5 separate regions of the Mus musculus genome follow, and all the other regions are linked to region 1. The links are chromatin contacts, called in public HiChIP or PLAC-seq and promoter capture Hi-C maps. All regions are on one chromosome and are shown on one strand. The core of a region is the stretch at or near the end of the contact, and the rest is flanking DNA. Distances in the headings are between cores, read along the strand shown.

Region 1 (2,543 bases), core at 18-2,517:
TTGGGACCCGCTTTGCTGAGGCTCAACTCTCCAAACGCTGACACCTTGCTGCCCGGTTAGTAGAGAACAGAACTCGTTCACAAGCACCCTAGCGTCCTTGGGAAAAGAAGAGAACGGCCATTGTCGGTGGCAGGAGCAGGACGAGGAGTTGGAAGGGGCAGAGGATTGTTTTATTTGTTTCCTGGAACACCCTGTTAAGAATCTCAACAACTGCAGTCAATGCCCGATCCTTTGGCAAGCAACACTGCTTCTCCCGGTTCCCAGCTGCACGGGATCTAATTCGCAAACACACCATCTTGCATTCAACACTTAAATGGAAAACAAGCAGCCCGGGAGAGAAGCAAGCGGTCTAACTGCACGCACGTTTCAAAGGGATTTGTGCTTCCAAGGCCCTCTACCGGCCCGGTGCGATCCACGAACCGGGTTTCTGGCTGTAGCCTCTTGCCTGTAGAGCTCAGAGGCAATTATTAGCCCGAGAAGACGCGATCGGGTCGGGCCTTAGGCTTTGGCAACATGGGTACATCACTAAGATCTGGAAAAGCTCAGGTTTTTAAAGGAAGGTAACTACTTTTTTTTCCCACTGGAAACCTGGTTTAAAAAAAAAATTAAGGCTTCTCTTCAAGGTAGCTAAGATTAGAGGGCTCGGTTTCCGTTTTTTGTGTTTCTATGGGCCGAACGCCCAGGCAGGGTCAGCGAGTTTCTGTGTGTGGAATGACGAATTCCTCTCGCCTGAGTTCTAAAATGATAACTTAGCTCGCTGCTGCAGCTGCGAACGCCTGGCGCCAAGCGGCCCCGCGCGGGGGTGGCGGGAGGAGCGGTGCAGGCCGAGGCCAGGGGGAACTTCGCGAGTGGCCCCTTTAAGAGCTTCACTGACTCAGCTAAGCTTCCCCCTCAGGTCGCGTTTTTTATGAATGAAAAACGTCCTTACATTCATTATATAAACAAGCCGGTGCTGATTGGTCAATGGCGCCCAGCGCATAAATTATGTAAAACAGACCTCTGAGGGCGTTGAGGGAGGCCGACCGTTAGCCAATGGGCGCCGCAGATGATGGGGCGGCCCAGCTGGATTTGCCTGAAGACAGGGTAAACAAGAGGTGATGGGCAGCCGCGGGGATGGCCGCCGACCAATGGGGACGTGTGTGCTCTGGGCTGCGGGCCAATGGCGGCGGGCGGAGCCGGCGGGGGCCGGGCCAGTGCTGCAGCGGGTTGCAGGGCGGCGCAGAGTCCGGAGGCCGGCGCGCAGAGCGGTCTTCATCCCCGATCGCTGCGGCCCAGCCCGCCACGGAGGCGCGCAGGCGGGCGCGCGGAGTGGCCGCTCAGGTGCGGACTGGTTCTGGGTCCTCAGTTGGGCGTGCTTGGGGTGACTCCCGGAGCTAGCCGCCCCCTCCCCCCGAGGCCCGGTTCGGTTCGGTTCCTGGGAGGCTTCGGGCGGGGGCGGCTAGCGGTTCCGGAGCGAGCGGAGAACGGGTTTCCGCACGCCGCGGAGGAGGCACCCGGGGTGCTGGAGCGGGTGCAGGGAGCGGGGTGCCCGGCTCAGGCTACAGAAGCGGGGTGCAAGAACGGGGTGCGGGGCGCGAAGTTGTGGGCCCCCGAGGGCCCTGGGAGGCTCGCGAGAAGAAACGCTCCGCGACTCTTAATATGGGGGGTGGGGGGAGGCGAGCAGCAGTTTCAGGGGTTCTGCTTCAGAACCCCGAGAGTTAAATGACACCGACATGTGCAGCCTGAGGGTGCAGGATCTGCCCGAACTTCTGCAGGCCTGGCAAGTTGGAGACTGGGCAGCGGGCCCGCAGCCCCCCACTCCCTCCTCTTAGGGCTGAGGGTATTGGGGCCGCCTGAGCCACGGCCTGGGGGAAGAGAGAACCGGTTCCGAGGCTGCCGAGAGTGTGCTGGAACCTCGTGAATGATTCGGGGTCTCCCCCGCAAAGGGGGTACTGATTAAGTAGGGGGTGATGAGGGGAGGCGGCATGTGTGATCAGGAGCAAATGAGGCTGCTGGTATCGGCCAGCGCTGCACCTCGTTTTCTGAATGTGGGTGACTTTATGAATGAAGCAGGTTTCTTTCTTGGGCTCTGAGCTCTGAGGCTTTTTTTTTTTTCTCCCTTTTTTTTTTTTTTTTTTGTGAATGAAGCATTGAGCTTTCTTCCTAAAACGCTGGGGTGAGGGGCCTGCGTCGGAGGCTAAGCGTGCGTTGGGAGTGGGGGCGGGGGCGCAGCTGAAGGAGTTTTCATGAATGGGAAGGCTGGGAATTGGGTGGAAGTGTGTCTTGTTTTGTGAATGGGGCCGGGCGCGAGGGATCCAGTTACAGCCTCTACCTGCGGTGGCGGCCGCGGCTCCATCTCCCATTCATAAAACCAGGCTCGCTGCGCGCCACGGGGAGGGGCCTCGATCCGGTCGCTGCGCCCAGTTAAAGTTTTCCTGGGGGCACCCTGGATTTGGGGGCTGGGGGGGGGGAGCGACTACGACGACACAAAGGAAGTGGTTTAAACTCCAGGATGAACCGAAGCCTTCCCTGCAGGCTTTTAAAAGATACTTTGAACACGACGT
Region 2 (2,543 bases), core at 18-2,517, 490 kb after region 1:
TGAACCAAAGAAGTGCTCTGAAGTGCTTCATGCCTTTTGACTCTGAAGAACTCACCCAATGGGTCGGTCCTATGTGCTGTCACTTCTCATCCCCACTGTGCAGCCTGTCCCTTTTGCCCTGTTCCCACTGCCGTGGTCCTTTCCGTCCCTCCCTCCCCGCAACCTGAGGTATTTACTGTTAACTTGGAGCCTACTCTAACCACTTGCTCTGACATTCTCAAAGGAGAACGGACACTGTCCCTCCTTTTCTCCTCCTCCCTGTTTTTTGAAGACAGTTTGTCACTGTAACCCCAGGCTGTCTTCAGTCTCCATTCTGCCTCAGGGTTCCATGTGCTGGGACTGCAAACACACAACACGATGTCTGCCTAGCAGAATGGTTCTTACTGAATGCTGCCAGGCTCATCTCCCCACAGTTTCCTGGGGTCCCTTGCCCAAACTATCTTCTAGCACTCTCCAAGTGGACAATAGCCATTCATTTCTCCCAAACCTTCGGCTTCCCTGAAGGTTGCCTTACTTAGGGCCATCTCACTTGCCCCTCTGCTTGCTCATCCAGAGAGTAAACGCAGTGCTCACCTCTTTCAGACTCCACACAGTGCAAGGACCACACTAGTTTTGGAGTTTTGAATCTGGGTTTTCTTTTTGAGAGATGTCATTCTCACTACCCGGCTACCCTGCCCCTTTCTGAATTTTTGCTTAGTATTTAAAGATGACTGAACCCTGGGCCTTCCTTCTCTTCAAGTGCTGGGGTCAGTCACATGAACACCATGTCTAGCACCACAGACTCTTTCTAAGACTCAGATGTGTGTTACAGCTAGTGTGTGCACGCTAGCTCCTACACAAGAGTTATGGCAGTAAGCGTTTTCATCCGTTGAGGCACACTGAAATGTGTTTATGAGTACTGGGGATAATGAGCACACTTCAGGTACTGAATAGAAGGCATGTCTGTTTATTTCTGTGGTGGTCATTACCTTCTTTCCACAACCATCGGTGTCAGTCTCACATTTGTTGGCTTCATTTGCTTTGTGGGACAGACTGTGGACAAGACTGACCGCCATGCTGCAAGCTAGGTTGTGGCAGGCTCACAACTCAGCCCCAGATCTCCCAGCTCTGTCACAGGGAAGGCGTTGGAGGTGTTCAGTGTAGAGCCAGCAGGAGCACTTTAGACTAGAGCGATCAGTCCCTGGCGGGGGCGGGGCCTGCGGCGGGCCGAGGGCGGAGCTTTGCGAGGGCCACGCCCTGCCCGTCCAAGAACGCGCTCCGCCCGCCCAGTCGGCGCACGGGGAGGGCTCTGCGTTGCCACGGGGGGAGCGCGCTCTCCGGCCAGGCCGCGGCATGCGCGCGCTGCTCGGCTTGCTCCTCGTATTCGGAGGCTGCACCTTCGCATTATACCTGCTCTCCACGCGGCTGCCCTTGGGGCCGAGGCTGGCGGCGGCCGGGGAGCCCGAAGGCCGGTGAGAGGGAGGACACCGGGCGGTGGCCTGGGAGGAGGTCGGAGGGTTGGCAGTGATGCCTCGGGGGCCCTTGCACTTCTCTGCACACGCGGTCGCCTTCCAGCCCCAGCCATCTCGGCTACCGTGGCTCTCCTTCCTCAACCCAATTACCACAGCAGCCAGTCTTCAGAGGTGCAGCCCGGACTTGGAGTGACGAGGCTATGATCCAGTTTGCCCTCTTCCTGCCTGTCTCTGCTTCCCATGACAGCTGGGCGAGGCAGAAGGCTTGTCGGTCGGGTTTCCGACTGCTGCTTATTACTTTGAAAGTGCATAGAGTGTGTCTGGCACGTTGCCGCATTACCAAGAGGCGTTAACTGCATTCGAGTTGTTTTCAGTTACCATTGTCTTTTTGTGGAGCTGAAAAAACTCTCTTGTGGATGTCAGAGGTACTCATGAGAACTAGGAGGGGCTTGCTCATAGTTTATCTCTGCTGGAGCAAAGAACTGTTGAGATGGCAGAGGCAGGGTAGTCTTTGTTCTGTGACCTTTGGACGGGATCCACGGTGTACCAGGCCTAGCGCAGGGTGAAGAGGGAGGCTCTCGGAAAGGGTTGGCCTCCAGCCATGTTATCAAGAAAGCTGTATTTATTATGATGGGAGGTATGTGTCCACGGGGATTCTTTTAAAGTGATGAAATTGTTGTTTTTTGCCTAGTACATCTGGGTAACATGCTGTCTAAATAGTTGTGTGTTTGCTTGGGAGAGGGTCTCCTAGAAAGGACGGCAATTCATGATGATATGCAGTTGCCTGGAGATGAATATACTTGTGTCTTCGGACAAGATAAAAAGAGACCGAGGATGCAAGTCAGTGCTGGAGCCGATGCTCTCAGCATGGTGGAGGCTGTGGGGTTCCATCTTAAAACCCCTAAATAAGTGAAGAGGGTGTGTAGTGGTTATCCAGCACCAGACCCTTTTTAGGCAAGGAAAACAAGACCCGTGGTCACTCCAAGGTCACACAACAGGAACACTGTAGAGTGAGGGTGCCAGCCCAGGGCACTTGTTCCCACTCCAGGGCTCTCCTGTCTGCCTCTGTTGTTTTATCTTGGGTCAGCTGTC
Region 3 (2,543 bases), core at 22-2,521, 400 kb before region 1:
ACCAGAAGCTCTTCCTCTATGACTCTGCTAGGCTCAGCTCATACTCCAGCTCTCAGCTTAGAGTCTCATGACTGCAGCTTTCCCAGACTGACACTGTAGACTGGTAGTTCCCAGTTCCAGAGTCCTGGCGGATGTCCCATTATTTCTGTTCAGGGTCTGTTGGCAGTGGATAGTGGATAACAGGACCCCTTCTGTTTTATTCTCAAATCTGTGTGGAAACTGCTGTGTCTCCCTAGCCCTAATGTTACACGTGCCTCCAGCATACATTACACTAAATGCTGGTGATTACTCATCTGGATCAGTTCATCAGCTGTACCTGGGCCTGCTTGACATAGCTAAGGTGGCTAAAGTGTGTTCTTCTGGAAAGCAGGGAGCAGTGTGTGAGAGCTTACAGAGAGTGCTCGGAGCCTGTTCCCGAGACAGACAGTTCTGTCTGAAGGCCCTGAGCCTGTGGTGGAGAGGTAGCTCTGCAGACCTCTGAGGTGCCCTCCAAGTCCCTTTCCTCTTGTCCCCGTGCTTCTGGCCTCACTTTATCCATGCTGATCCCTCCTGGATGCACCTCTCCGTGGCACTTCTTTGCTCCTTTCCTGGAGGAGCTGTAAATCTTTCAAATCCTTTTGCGTTGTTTCCTTTTACATTGAGAAATTCTATTTTTAGATGGTGCTTCTAAAGCCTTCTTTCTGCAGTTCAGATGTAACCCAGGGGCAGCTTGGCAGCTTTGCTGTTTCAGTACTTTCTCTGCCAAGCACCCCAGTTTGTCACTTTTGAATTCTGCCTTCTATAAATCTCTAGGTGGGTATGGGCACAACCCTCTTGCAAGAGCTAACTCAAAGAATCCTGGAAGAACTGCATCTCTTCTGAAGGCAGTACTCAGCAAGACCTAGAGACCTCCCACTAGGGCCCACAGACCTCTCACAGATCCACTGTCTCCTCACATTGCCACGCTGGGCATCCAACTTCAACTCATGACTCACTCACCCAAACCACAGAGACCAGCACCTCTGCCATCATCGACTCCATAGCTAGTAGGAATGACTGGTATGCAAAAAGGTCAGAATACAAGTTCAGAAAAGGGCTTGAGGGTTTTTCATTCTTATGATAGAAATGACTTCACAGAGTATATTAATTATTTATAGTACATTAATTATAGCAACAGCGGCTTAGGCTGATAACTGTTTATTATTTGATCAACAGTCCTACACAGCTGCACTTGATAGGATGAATCTCTGGGCTCTTGTGTGAGCAGTGACTCAAGAAACCACATTTCTGTATTTTGGAGCTACTTAGTGTTAAATGGCTTTGCTGGGTGGGGGAAGGAAACATTGAAATGTAGAGGCTACATAATGTAACAACAGTTTATTGTTCATTTTACACAGAGGCTACACTTGAGCCATAGCTCTCCTCCAGGGTGTGCTTGACAAAGTCTACATCTTCTCCTGTGGGAAGAAATAGCTTCTTTGTAGATCATGCCTATTCTTGTCACAGCTGGGAAGAGCTGCAGATTGGAGGGAACCGGTGTCTTCTCCTCCCATGATGAGCTTGAGAGCAGGTCTTTACGCCGAAGCCATCACCATGGTAACGGCCACAGGTCCATCTGTCACCTTCCTAAATTTCTCCAGCATGCATTATTATTTTACTTGTGTATATATTAAGAGCACATGCATTCTAACTTTTTAGAAAACTTTATATTGCAGTATTGTTAGCTAGAGGCGTGGTACCCACCTCTGTAGTACAGACCCACAGAACTAAATTACCTTGTACGACTGAGGCTTTGTAAGCTTTGACATTGCCTGTTTTCCCTGCCTTCCAGCATTTGATGGTCACTGTTCCCTGTGCTTTTGTGCACTTACTGTGGTTGGACCATAGTTGGAACATGGTCTCCCACGATATCCCGTGTTGGGTTTTAATGCTCATCATGACAGATTGAGAGGACACAGGCTTAGTCTGAGCAAGGTCTCATGGCACAGGTGTAATCCGAGCTGCCAAACAGGCAGGAGGATCATAGGCTCAGGGCAACTGTGCTACAGAGGGAGTTTACGTCCAGCCTAAACAACTTGGCCTCAAAATAATACATAAATAAATAAATAAAATGCATGTATATTATCTATAAAAGATCCTAGTGACTCCACCAAACACTTTCAGAAAAGAAGCAGAATACAAGAAAAAAACATTCAAAAATCAGTAGTTTTTCTATTTTCTAAGATTGAACTTGCTGAGAAAGAAAGAAGAAAGCAATCAGCCAGCCTTGGAGTAAGCATAATCAAGGAGGTGAAAGGCCTCTACACTTTAACACTGAAAGAGGGGATTGAAGAAGACACAGAAAAGAAAAATGGCACCAACCCTCACAGATCAACAGAAGTAATATATATATGTAAATAAAATGGCAATATTACCAAAAGTGATCTACAGGCTTCACACAATTCAAAGTTTTGATGAAATTCTTTGCAATATGAGGGAAAATTATCTTAGAATTCATATAGAGGCACAAATGACCCTGAATAGCCAAAGCAGCTCTATGGAGAAAGAGCAAGGCTGGAGATACC
Region 4 (2,543 bases), core at 24-2,523, 370 kb after region 1:
AGGACAACTCCCTCCCTCCCTCCCTCCCTCCCTCCCTCCCTCCCTCTTTCTTTTAGAATAAGTTATTTATTTTATGTATATGAGTACACCATTGCTCTCTTCAGACACACCAGAAGAGGGCATCAGATCCCATTACAGATGGTTGTGAGCCGCCATGTGCTTGCCGGGAATTGAACTCAGGACCTCTGGAAGAGCAGTCGGTGCTCTTAACCTCTGAGCCATCTCTCCAGCCCCAGGACAGTGTTCAGGAATTGTCTCCTTCCACCAGAGATTGAACTCATGTCATCAAGCTTACATGACAAACATTTTTTTTTTTAATCCACTGAGTCACCACAAAATAACCCATTTTGGTTCTTGGAGGAAGGCCCAGGAAGTATATATATCAAATCTGTGTCTGAGAACCCAGGGACAGCCAGCTACATGTGCCCCACAAACATGGGTGGGTGGGTGCTCAGAGGTCCTTGCAGGCTCATGCAATCTTGCTTAGGTTCAACATCACTCCTCAGATTCATCTATAGAGCACCAGGCCACACACTGACATGGCACTTTGGCCATCTCCCCAGATTGCGAGGCCTTCCCATGTTGGGTCTGTTAACCGCACTTGGCTGGGCCATGAGGTGCCAGGTCAGAATGATAGCTGTGTATGTGTTCTTTTCTAGTACCCAGAGCAGGAGACTGTAAGTCTCTTCATCCCAACCCAGGCTGTGGGTGCTATCATCGGGAAGAAGGGGGCACACATCAAACAGCTCGCTCGATTTGCTGGTGCCTCCATCAAGGTAAGATTGTTACTGCCTGTCCCCATGGGCCACCTCCTGTCAGTGCTAGAGAATTCTCACAGCACCTAGAGATGGCCATTCCTGTCAGCTCCCATTCTTCATCTTAGTCCTTTCCTGTTCAATCAAACCAAAGTTAGAAGAAAGAACTAGTAATGACCAAACCTGATCCTCCAAGGGTTGGCACTGTCCCCTCTTCCCGAGAAGATAGAGAAGGCCCACATGAGCAGAATGAGCATCTATGCCTAGCACTCAGCATGTTGATGCTCCTTAGCCCAGGCTTCAAGGACTTACAGACTGTGGGAACGCAAACTGAAGAACTTTCTGGAAAGTGCTGATAAGATCATAGGCAGACAAAGCTGATAGTGTCTCCTGTTAAGAGGCCAGGACTGAGCCAAAGTCTGGGAGAGGGAATTCCCCTTGGTTTGCAACACTGATGTGTGCAGATGTGGCTGCAGCCCATGTTCTGCCCCCTCAGTTGTCAGTGATTGTTTGCCACAGATCTGCCTCAAGCCCAGCTGTTGCTCTGACTCAGCGCGAGGCCGTGACTCCGAAAGCCCCCGTGAAACGCTTCCGGAAATGCTTTTCATTGTTACGGGAAAGAATTTGCTACCATGAGACAACCCAGAGTTATGCCAAGTCTCATGACTTGGAGAGAGAATGCCTACACTTTTCCCCTGAGAGCTGGAGTTTCTCCCACAGCCAAGTGTGACAGGGAAGAAAACCAAAAACAAAGCATTCTGAGTTGTGCATTATGAGGACAGTGGTGGCCCTGGGAAAGATGGCATCTTGCTGTACTCTCAAGCTGCATCCATCTGTGCTTGCAGTTAGGGGTTCACATTTGCACTGGGGGTTAGCTAGCCCACGGTGGGCTGGGCATGATGAGAGTGTGGGGTGCTTTATGCCCGATGGCTTGGCACGTATAATACCCTGGCCTAGATGATGCAGACAGCAAGGATGAGGATGACCATAGTCTGCAGTGCCCAGAGATCTTTCTTAGTGCCTAACGCTGTAGTCTGAGATGGTTAAACACAAAACAAAACAAAACTCTACAGTGAGACAGCTTGGACCGAAGGGCTTTGAGGGTTTCCTTTATTCAAACCTCAGTTTACAGGAAAAAAGCAAGACACAGAGAATAAGGCTCATTGAGACACCTAAGTGGTCAGCCTCAATCTTAGACAGAAATTCCACTGGCCACTAGGATCCTGAGGTCCTGAGGCAGACCAGACCACAGTACCTTCTTGGTCTCCTCAGCAGGTGGAATGACTGCCTGGAGCTACCAGATCCAGATCAACTCTGTTGTTGACTTCTCTTCCTCTTCCTGTACAGAGTTTTTAAGTCAGAGTGTGCTGGGGGTGGAAATGTAACAAGAACCCAACGGGGGCTTGGCCTCTGTGGCTTTCCCTAGCTGCAGAGGGATCCACAACCCCTTTCTTGACTCTAAAGCCAGAACCAGGTGACTGAAGCTGCCTAGTTCTCACGCTTACTGCAACTGGAACTCGGCCCCTCGAGTCATTTCATCAGCTTTCTGTCTTTGATGGTTTTCTTCACTGCTTAAGCCTTTGTCTAATTCCTCTCCACAAGTCCGAAGCTTGGCTGGGTGAGGTCTTGCTCTGAGATCACGATCTTCCTTATTCCATTTAGTATAAGGCTTTTCTTTAAACTTTTATCTCCTTGAACACAATAAATACATAGCTCCACTACACCTCCTGGTGCTCCTATTCTCTTCAGACTGTACATTTTATATTTTTCCTTGGTTGGCTTATGAGA
Region 5 (2,543 bases), core at 16-2,515, 330 kb after region 1:
TTCAATGGAAGCAGTGGGGCAGGCTACAGATTCCTCTCTTTAGAATAGTTCCTCTTATCAGGACATCAGAAACTCCCAATTTAACTGCTGTTATAATTTAGTGTATCTCCTCCCATATTTTTGTTTGTTTTAATTACACTATTAAGGCATGCACATGTTCATGCATGGTGTTGTAGACTTTTATGTCAACACTTGGAGTTGATCACGGATTTGAGCTACCCTTGGACTCCTGACCTCTTGGGAAACCGCACTACCTAGAGTGTTTCCTTCAGGGTAAGGGCGTGCATTGGTTACAGAAAGATGTTGACAGATCAGAAGGAATTTAAAGAGGAGCTGGCACTGTTGGAAAGTATAGCCAAAGGGCACTGAAAGAGATGTTTGATGGCCGTTAAGAATGAATGTGAAGGGGGCTGGTGAGACAGATGGCTCAGTGGGTAAAAGCACTGACTGCTCTTCTGAAGGTCCTGAGTTCAAATACCAGCAATCACATGGTGGCTCACAACCACCTGTAATAAGATATGATGCTCTCTTCTGGGGTGTCTGAAGACAGCTACAGTGTACTTACCCATAACAATAAATAAATCTTTGGACCGGAGGGAGCAGAGATCCTGAGTTCAATTCCCTGCAACCGCATATGGCTCACAACCATCTGTACAGCTACAGTGTACTCATATACATAAAATAAGTAAATAAATCTTAAAAAAATGAATGTGAAGGACACAAGCACCACATCTTTGCAGTTATCAAAACAGGAATTAAAAATGAATGCTGCACATGAAAATGCTATAACATAACCCAAGACTTCACGCACTAACCTAAAATACTAATTAAAAAAAAATCATGTATGTCTGAGAGTTTTGTTGGCTGCTGGCAGAAGTCAGAAAACGGCATTGGATCCCCTAGAACTGGAGTTAGCTGTGGGCTGCTGTGTGGGTGCTGGGAACTGAACCCAGGTCCTCTACAAGAGGCGACCAGTGCTTTTAACCACCAAGCCAACTAAAACTTAGCTCCTAAAATTAATTTTTAAAAACCTCTAAAAGAAAAAACAGTGTTCAATGTAAAAAAAAAATCATCTTATTTTTATGGTAAAATTTATTAGCTTGAGAATTAAAGTCCTAAAGGAAGTGGGAAAAGCTGTGTAGGAGCCGCTCTGAGCTGCTGAGGGCTCTTGTAGTTCTAATTTTGAAGGCTGAGGTCATGCCTGCTCTTCCCAGCATGGATTTGTCACCTAGTTCTGATTACACAGTTTTGCATATCAGGGTCAGAAGGTGGAGTCTGGTTGCAGTTGGGGGGAAGCCAGGCTGACTCAGCACGATGTCACAGAGAATGTCATGAGCATTTGGGTGTTTTAATTCTATCAGCGTCTCTCTCATGGTGCCCCCTGCTGGGATCTCAGATTATAAACAAGATAGGAGTGTAGCGATAGATAAACTGCCACACTTGGTGAAGTGCAGCAGTAGGTTGCTTACGCAGTTCAGTTGCCCTTGAATCGTCCCTGCATGGGTATGGAACAATCTTGTACATACTGCCAGCGGAGGGGACAGACACCAGGGCTGACACATAAAACCTTAGGTTAAAGCTGCCAAGAGAAGAGCATACAGGATCAGAGCCTTGGCTCTGGCAGCCTTATTAAGCCAGCTTTAGCCACCCAACCACCTCTATAGGCCAATTAAACAAATAATTATGAAAAGTAGAAAAAGAGGTTTATTCAGTGTGGCCACATTAGGAGGAAGAACAGAGATCCAGAGAGAGAACTCTCCCTCCGGCCATCTCCCTGTCCTAACATGCAATTTAGGTTTAAATAGCAGGCAGGAGGCATGAATGAATAACTATCAGTCCTAGGAAAGGCGTGACCCACCCCATCGCTGCAGTTAGAGCACCAGTCTGTCAGACTGAAATCAGCTCACCCTGTGGCTGGAACCAGAGTCCGAGTCTTTGCATTTCCTAGCATGGGACTCCTGGGAACCCCGATGTCTTGGGTCTATTGTGACAACAGTCTTATAGCCAGGGACAGGAGGCAGAAGTGTCTTGTAGGATACCTTTATTCCTGCCTGGACAATTGCACGGTCACCTTGGCATTGTCTCTGCTTTGTGGCAGTCAGGCAAGGGAGGTACCCATCAACTCAGCAGAAACCTGAAGGGCATGTGGTACCTGTCGGGAGGGAGCCATCGGGAGCCCACTGCTGCTCTTGGAAGGAACTTAGCTGGCATGCCAGTCCTAATGAGGACTGTTCTGGATCCAACCAGATGTGGGGGCAACCTACTTTATAATCTGGTTATTTTGATCTAACAACAGTATTTTAATAGGTGACCTGAGGGTCCACTGAGTAAAACTTCTGGGTGCGAGCAAGCCAGCTAGTTTTCAGAGGAGTCTTTTTGGTGTGAGCAGTGTAGTGTGGTCAGGGTGGAGTTAAGGATGTGTGTGCCCGTGGCTTAGATTCATCTGTTCCCACACTGTTCACCTCTAGTGCTTCCTTAGTCACTCACTTTTTGAGTGTCAATTTGGGGACATGTTTGGAATCTGGTGATGACCATGGAGGTAG

Evidence for each region. Promoter capture Hi-C pulls out the DNA fragments that hold promoters and counts their contacts. HiChIP or PLAC-seq counts read pairs in DNA pulled down with a chosen protein or histone mark.
Region 2: an HNF4G HiChIP or PLAC-seq map of pancreatic cancer cells shows a contact between it and region 1. The contact joins the promoter of Tmem41a here to the promoter of Etv5 in region 1. A contact is called at or near these places in 2 of 115 datasets of contacts at active chromatin or transcription factors (bone marrow-derived macrophages and pancreatic cancer cells).
Region 3: an HNF4G HiChIP or PLAC-seq map of pancreatic cancer cells shows a contact between it and region 1. The contact joins the enhancer-like site here to the promoter of Etv5 in region 1. A contact is called at or near these places in 9 of 39 promoter capture datasets (the 3T3-L1 cell line, 3T3-L1-derived adipocytes, the HPC-7 cell line and 3 more), 2 of 484 Hi-C or Micro-C datasets (embryonic fibroblasts and nephron progenitors), 7 of 115 datasets of contacts at active chromatin or transcription factors (the NIH/3T3 cell line, astrocytes, bone marrow-derived macrophages and 4 more) and 2 of 9 other capture datasets (adipose tissue and pancreatic islet).
Region 4: a contact with region 1 is called in a promoter capture Hi-C map of 3T3-L1-derived adipocytes, with 3 times the contacts expected there. The contact joins the enhancer-like site here to the promoter of Etv5 in region 1. A contact is called at or near these places in 3 of 39 promoter capture datasets (the 3T3-L1 cell line and 3T3-L1-derived adipocytes), 1 of 484 Hi-C or Micro-C datasets (muscle stem cells) and 2 of 115 datasets of contacts at active chromatin or transcription factors (embryonic forebrain and pancreatic cancer cells).
Region 5: an HNF4G HiChIP or PLAC-seq map of pancreatic cancer cells shows a contact between it and region 1. The contact joins the enhancer-like site here to the promoter of Etv5 in region 1. A contact is called at or near these places in 2 of 39 promoter capture datasets (the SN4741 cell line and hippocampal neurons), 1 of 484 Hi-C or Micro-C datasets (cardiomyocytes), 2 of 115 datasets of contacts at active chromatin or transcription factors (bone marrow-derived macrophages and pancreatic cancer cells) and 1 of 9 other capture datasets (adipose tissue).

What each region holds. Positions count from the first base shown.
Region 1 is chr16:22,438,294-22,440,836 of GRCm38.p6, reverse strand. It overlaps Etv5 (ets variant 5), which reads left to right and starts at 1,267. Exons shown (of 13, transcript NM_023794.2): 1 at 1,267-1,320.
Region 2 is chr16:21,946,276-21,948,818 of GRCm38.p6, reverse strand. Tmem41a (transmembrane protein 41a) reads left to right here and starts at 1,267. Exons shown (of 5, transcript NM_025693.4): 1 at 1,267-1,451. The coding sequence starts at 1,333.
Region 3 is chr16:22,838,084-22,840,626 of GRCm38.p6, reverse strand. The region is part of intron 2 of Tbccd1 (TBCC domain containing 1); the gene reads left to right. Among named protein-coding and RNA genes, the nearest start is that of Tbccd1, 18 kb to the left of the region's middle. Within about 2 kb of position 1,271, at least 60 of the 459 cell types and tissues checked have an H3K27ac peak or open chromatin away from gene starts, as enhancers often do. A contact at or near this core is called in the NIH/3T3 cell line, bone marrow-derived macrophages, embryonic fibroblasts and 1 more, where this site is marked.
Region 4 is chr16:22,066,376-22,068,918 of GRCm38.p6, reverse strand. It overlaps Igf2bp2 (insulin-like growth factor 2 mRNA binding protein 2), which reads left to right. Exons shown (of 16, transcript NM_183029.2): 12 at 660-776. Among named protein-coding and RNA genes, the nearest start is that of Senp2, 58 kb to the right of the region's middle. Within about 2 kb of position 1,273, at least 76 of the 459 cell types and tissues checked have an H3K27ac peak or open chromatin away from gene starts, as enhancers often do. A contact at or near this core is called in 3T3-L1-derived adipocytes and muscle stem cells, where this site is marked.
Region 5 is chr16:22,107,068-22,109,610 of GRCm38.p6, reverse strand. The region is part of intron 2 of Igf2bp2 (insulin-like growth factor 2 mRNA binding protein 2); the gene reads left to right. Among named protein-coding and RNA genes, the nearest start is that of Igf2bp2, 55 kb to the left of the region's middle. Within about 2 kb of position 1,265, at least 68 of the 459 cell types and tissues checked have an H3K27ac peak or open chromatin away from gene starts, as enhancers often do. A contact at or near this core is called in the SN4741 cell line, bone marrow-derived macrophages and pancreatic cancer cells, where this site is marked.